Regions from separate parts of the Rattus norvegicus genome. Here region 2 is linked to region 1. The links are chromatin contacts, called in public Hi-C maps. All regions are on one chromosome and are shown on one strand. Each heading gives the region's core, a stretch centred on a gene start, on an enhancer-like site or on the middle of the called end of the contact. The rest is flanking DNA. Distances are from core to core; before and after follow the strand shown. Region 1 has its middle 410 kb from the start of Agtr1b. Region 2 has its middle 840 kb from the start of Tbl1xr1.

The links. A called contact is a pair of places that touch in the nucleus more often than the background predicts.
Region 2: a contact with region 1 is called in a Hi-C map of the Rat2 cell line, with 6 times the contacts expected there. The contact joins two enhancer-like sites. A contact is called at or near these places in 3 of 12 Hi-C or Micro-C datasets (the A7r5 cell line, the Rat2 cell line and frontal cortex).

Annotation. Positions count from the first base shown.
Region 1 is chr2:105,260,312-105,263,420 of GRCr8, reverse strand. No RefSeq gene overlaps it. Among named protein-coding and RNA genes, the nearest start is that of Agtr1b, 410 kb to the right of the region's middle. Within about 2 kb of position 1,345, at least 3 of the 93 cell types and tissues checked have an H3K27ac peak or open chromatin away from gene starts, as enhancers often do.
Region 2 is chr2:105,892,316-105,895,864 of GRCr8, reverse strand. No RefSeq gene overlaps it. Among named protein-coding and RNA genes, the nearest start is that of Tbl1xr1, 840 kb to the left of the region's middle. Within about 2 kb of position 2,229, at least 6 of the 93 cell types and tissues checked have an H3K27ac peak or open chromatin away from gene starts, as enhancers often do.

The DNA of each region.
Region 1 (3,109 bases), core at 96-2,595:
AGGGAGGAGCTAGAAGGAGAGTAGACAGAGTGGTAGTGATAAAAATAGTATGTATTTGTGTATAAATTTCTCAAATAATTATAAATGGTTTATGTATTTGAAAAATATCAAAGGAGGAACACATTTTCTTACATGAGAAAAATCACATTAAGGTCAACATCAGGATTCTTATTAAGTGGACTTTTATTGGAATGTCACCACCTTGACTTCTTTGCTTATTATCTATATCTAGTTCTGCACAAGCAGACAACCGTCTGACTGAACATGCAGAACGGCATAGACCAAAGCAAAGTGAACAAACCTCACTGTAAATCAACTTAATATCAGGCTCAGCAAATACATTTTCATCCGTTTTATGGAAAATATTTTCACCATCATAATGGATTGCACACTCAACCTTCAGCCTGGTATTATTTTAAGATATAAAGATCTCAAAAGACCCATATGCAAAAATGCTATTCCACAGAAAGTAAGTATGCTGGCCTGATTCACTATAGTATATTATATCACAACGATCAAACATCAGATGTTTAATTTCTTTCAGCATATTCAAATAAACACACAAAACACAGAGTACCAAATTGTAACAGCCTTAAAGCAAAGAGCTACTTTCAGTTACTGATAAATTTATTCATTTTATAAATAGCTATATTTGAGGCTCACTATTGTCGTCCAGGTGAGTTATTGAAAACTAGGCCTGCTGTGCAGTGATTAGGGGACTCCTTTATCTGTTGTTGCTATGGAACCACTGAAGACTATTAAGTGTTGGCATGATGAGATCTGGCGTAGGGACGTAGCAGTGAGCAGCAGAGGTATACAGGGAGAATAAGGGGAGTGTCGCTTAGGAAAGGGAGTCAGAAAGTTCAAAGTGAATTGTCAAATGCAAGAGTGTAAGTCCTATAATTCCATTATATTAAAAAGATCCATCAGATTGCTCATTTATGGAAAAGGTCTTTCGAGATTCAGGCAAGGCCAAGTTCAGGGAGTATGGAGGTCAGGCTGCAGTGGACTAAAAAGTGAATTAAAACGAATGATAGATTATTGTTAAAGATGTGGAAAAACAGAGGAGAGGGGTTAGGCAGTTGCTTAATGTAAAGGCAAAGGTACTTTTTTCTTTCATTTGAAGTTGGGGGAGTGGACTGAGAAATGATCAAATATATTTTAAAGGTTGAGGAAAATGAGCCTGCAGAGGTGTGGGGGAGAAAGGTGAGAGTTGGAGGTGAAAAGCTATGCAAGTGTTAACAAAAGTGAGGGACGATGGCACTCTCTGGACAGGCAGAGTTCAGTGACAACTAAACAACTAAACCTGAAGAAGTAGCTTGGATGGTAAGTGAAGACTGGCATAGAGAGCTGAAGGCTGGGTTGGGGGTGGTGGGAGCTCAGTGGGGAGCAGGCAACATCCTGCTTCTGTGGAGGAAGAGGGTAGGGCCATGTTTCAAAAGTGAATGAATAGGAGTGAAATGGTACTGAGAAGATGGGTTTTTTTCATAAACACAAATGCCCCAAATGAAGAACTAGACACTCCTTTCCTCTGCCTTCTGATCATTATTGTCCAAGCATCATGGAATGCTTAGATGAACCTCTATAATCTGCAGTCATTTTCTCAGAAAGACCGACCTTAAACATCTGTTTCCAGTATAGTGGGAGTATGATCACGATGCTATTTTGTTTTGTCATTTTCTTATATTTTGTTACTACCTTTCTTTTATATATTGTTCTCAACATTATGTAACTTGCAGGAGGTTTTTCTACTTTTCTCGTACACCTACTCAGCTGACAACTTCAATCACTGTCTTATTCACCCTGGACTTTGTGTTTGAGATTATTATCCTGTCACAAGCACCTTTCTGTGGCTACATCCACCCCACCCCCACCTCCACCCCTACCCCTTTTTCAGTTTTATGGGAAGATTGATTCTAAGGGCTTTATTTTATACATTTTTATCATTGAAAACATCTTCCATTTCTAACGCTCTATTGCCCTCTAGAGTAGATGAAAGTGCACAGCAGCAAATGCTGTGAACCAGCAAGATAATTGGAATGAAAAGGCTTTTTCTGAAACTCCAGTGATCCTCATTAAGAAAACAGCCATTGAGAAGAGTGCATATTTATTGAATGCATAATTGAAATAAATAATTAAATTTCCATAATAGACACATGGGAAACTGAAGAGTTTCTGCCAAATAAATTGGGCTCAGAAATAAATGGCTATTCCTTTCTGTTTTAAATTTACATAATGATCTCCCCCCCCCAAAGAATGGGAATATCTTAAATTTTTAAAAAAGGGTCTTTATTTTTCCAAATATATGCAGAAAGGAAGAAAAATGGAGGTTGAGAAGGTCAAGTGTCATTAATATTGTAGCAGAAGATTGAATGACCAGAGCTCATTCCTTTAGTCGTCCTTTCTTCTTCCATATGTCTGCATTTTACAGGTGACATCTCAGAGTCTCCAGATCTTTTGACACTCAGCTTAGGGTCTTCATTGTGTAATGCTCTTTCATGACCTGTTGAAAGACACACAGTGCCTGAGTGACAATGGGAGGTGGTTCCTGTTACAATAAAAGCAAGCAGCAAACACACAGCTATGTGTTTTATGAAAACAACACTTAGGCATTGAGCTGGGCACTTCTCCACAGATTCTGAGCACAGTTTTCTGGCAAAGGCCCCTTTCCAAGAATTAGACAGATCCCCTGAAATAAACCAGAGAATTTCAAGTTCCATTTAGCTAAAAAGAGTAAGATTTTACTAGCCAAGTATGGGTCTATGGGGGCCATTATTCTCATTCATATTGCTACACTTATTCAGAGTAAGTTCAAAACAAGGTATTGAACTTTTATATAAAAACAAAAGCTATTTCTTTGCCCTTAAGCTTTATCCTTCACCTCAGAAGTTGCCAGTTTAGTTTTAGAAACAGATGTAGATATTTAAAAGGAGAGAAAATATCTTTACCCAGAAGATAAATTACACTGAACCTTATGACATAAAAATCTTCTCTGACAGAATCTGGAAAAAATAAGGGAAGTTAGAAATTTTCTCATGAAATAAATTCAGAGAAAAATTAATTAACAGAGACCTGACAGTAAACTGAGTTGTTTGTGAGGGTAGGGAAC
Region 2 (3,549 bases), core at 980-3,479, 630 kb before region 1:
AGACAATTCTTTTATTATTCCCAACAAGTAGTCTTGTAGACATTAAAGAAAACACGAGTTTTTAGATTCTTTCTAAATTCATAACCTCATGCTATTGTCATACGGCTGAGTGTGGAGGGGATGCCATTGTTTTAGAAATACTAACCCAGGATATGCACAATCACAAAATTTATAAAGTTTCTGTCAACAAAGAATAAAGATGAGTAAATGTAAGGATCTCTAATAAACATATTTATGAGGTAGAGAATTCATTTAAGACACACAACCCAAAAGCTGTAGCATAGACCTCTAATATGCATTTGTATAAATATCAAAGCTGAGAAAAGGGAATTCCATTGCTAAAACATGTAGAATTTTTGAATAAAATTTGTAAATTTGCAAAAGTCACTTCTTCTACTTATTGTAGTCACTCAACAAGAAAAAAGTGACTACCGTGGAAATTTAAAATAGAGGCATGAAGATAGTAATTATGAGGTAATGTGAAAAATTGGAGCAGACTCACCTCCAATGAACACACAAGTATCAACCAGTAATGAAAACCTTAAGAATTCATTCAATTACTTGTGGTAATGGTAACAACTTGTGTAACCTGTGTGTGTGTGTGTGTGTGTGTGTGTGTTTGTGTACATATTCAAGAGTATATGCGTATTTGCTTGTGTGTACATATGTGTATGTAACTCTTTCTCTCTCTCTCTCTCTCTGTGTGTGTGTGTGTGTGTGTATGTAAAGGTATGTATAAGTATACAAGAATGCCTTGGCTACTCTTTGGATTCCCTTGATTTTTGACCTCACTGGGATCTGAGGATTGCCAATAATCTAGGCTCCCTAGCCAGCAAGTCTCAGTGATGCATCTACTTCTTTGCCTCATTAGCCCTTGGATGGCAGGCAAGAACCACAAAGCCTGTCTTTTTTGTGTTAGTTCTGGCAAGAGAACTCAGGTCTTGGTGCTTTTCTGAAAAGCCCTTTACTGACCACACCTCTTTAGCCTGGAAAACATTGTAACACAGGGAGATGTTACAGTGCTTCTAATGTGTGTGCGTGTGTGTGTGCGTGTGTGTGCGTGTGTGTGCGTGTGTGTGCGTGTGTGTATGCGTGTGTGTGCGTGTGTGTGCGTGTGTGTGCGTGTGTGTGTGCGTGTGTGTGCGTGTGTGTGTGTGTGTGTGTGTAGGGGTAGGGTGGGGTTGTTTAAAGGCAGTGGGGGATGGGCTATCCCTATATTTATGAGTGCTAGGTACTTCACCACTAAAAAAATATTTTTTAGCTTTTGGGAGATCAGTCAGTGCTATACTAGGGACACTCAGAACCATGAAGCTTGGCATAGACATATTACCCAAAATTTTGTGTGTGTGTGTGTGTGTGTGTGTGTGTGTGTGTGTGTGTGTGATTTGATTATATAGTCCACTTGGGTTGGTACCCTCCAAGGCCAGAAGAGAGTGTCTGATTCACTGAGTTGGAGAGCTAAGTGCTTGTGAGCTGCTCCTAACACTGAGCCATCTTTCCAGGCCTGACACACTCTGCAAAGTGATGGACATAGGATCTGAATTTCTTTCTCTTTTTACTCCATCCTAATTATTGCCTGGACATTGGGCATTTCTTCCTAAAAGCAAGCTCCATTTTTTTCCTGTCTCCACATTTTTATGATTGCCTGGACTGATTTTTGTTTTAAGTTTACATTTTAAAACTGTGAACTGCATTTCTCCCTCTTTCTATTTATCTCTTGTTTCAATCACAAGGTTTGAAAAAATGAGAACTATGCTGGTTTTGTTTGGACTGAGAACATTCCAAAACATTTGGCTGCACCTCAAATTCTTGTTAAAATAATGTTATTTATAACTTTCTGCTTGGTTAACTTTATTTTAACTTTGGCTGCTTTTCCCTGGAGACTGTTCTATCTTGATAGTGAAGTTGACTTCTTGGAAACTTGGATCACCTAACACCTTTTAAGACTTTGGGTCTTCACTTGTTTGGGGCATAGAAATTTATTAGACACTTACTTCAGTCCCTACTGCAGCTACCTGCATGGTGTCTCTCACTGGCTTTGGTTTGGAATATGAGCAGGAAGAAAGCCATCATTCACCCTGGGACCAAGCCATGGCTTCACATAGTGGCACAAAAAGAATGCATTTACTACGACCACAGGTGACATTTGGAGCCTGATGCTAGAGTGCTCTAACCAGCTCTCTCTCTGATGCTGTAAGAGGAATAGAGTTCCTTGCTTTTATATTCCTCCTCAGAAGGTTCTAGCAGATTAGTTGAGCTGCTAGAGCAGCATGGCCCCTTCCATTGACTTTTGAGAAGATCATCTGATTTCCAGACAGAAATGAGGAAAAAGACAAACTGGTGGAATCACCCATTGCCAAGAACAGAGAGGGAACAGAACAGACCTGAAAACAATAGCTGTTGTTCCATAATACCCACTCCCCAATTCAATGTGAAAAAAATGAATACTATTTACCATCACAAAGCAATGTGAAGCCCAGAGGCCAAGGATTTCTTATTTAGGGCTGAAGAGGTATCTCAGGAGTTAAGAACACTGACTGCACTTCCCAAGGACCTGGGTTCAAATACTAGCATTCCTATGGTAACTCATACCTGTCACTCCACAGGATAAGATGGATGTTCTGTTAAACATCCATGTAGACAAAACACACACACACACACACACACACACACACAGAGAGAGAGAGAGAGAGAGAGAGAGAGCGCTACAGACTGAAAGACAGATAGACAGGTACAAAGACAAAGACACACACACAGAGAATGTGAAGACAACCAAACAGTGTTACTGTAGCTTGGGTCCTTGCTTCATTCAACCTTCATCAACCCGTCCTCCCAGTGAATGCCAGAGGCTCTTGTCATGTTTGTCTGTCCCTTCCTAGGAGCCAAACATCTGTTGGACTTTTCTGAATAACACATTCAGTCTGTGGTGTAAGATTTAGGGAGTGTTCTGTCAACTGCAGACAAAAGCCTCTGATCAAGCACCGGTATGCAGTGTTCTTTAGTAGAATCGTGAACAATTGGTGCAATTACAGGCTAATGGAAACCTGGAGGACACAAGGGTCTTTTTTTGAGCGAGGGTAGCTTTTGTTATTTATTTGTTCTATCTATTTGTTTGTCTATCTATATTTTTTCTAATAATGAAAAATTGGATCACAGAAGGAAATTTATGAGACTAAAACTGTCAACACAGCATTCTTTAGCTGGTGTTGGTGCTAAGAGAAATCAGAGCCACAGCTTCAGGCTGCACTGTGTAATTGAAATGGCACTTCTTAATGTGTTATGTTTGTTAGAGATACAGGATGCAGGGCCCCTTTTAACTGCTGTTGTAGGCTGGCATCATTGCTTTTCTTTGCTATGTTCCAAATTCTATATTGTCTTCAAATTTTACCTTCTAGGTTCCAGGGTGTCTGTAGGCCTTTTAAACTCATGAGAACCAAGCATACCAGCCATACCTCAAGTTACACGCTGTAAAGAAGTAGGTTCCACTAGGTACAATAGGATTCACTGCCAAGTTTGGCACAACAGAGTCTCTGCTATGAAGATCAGAAC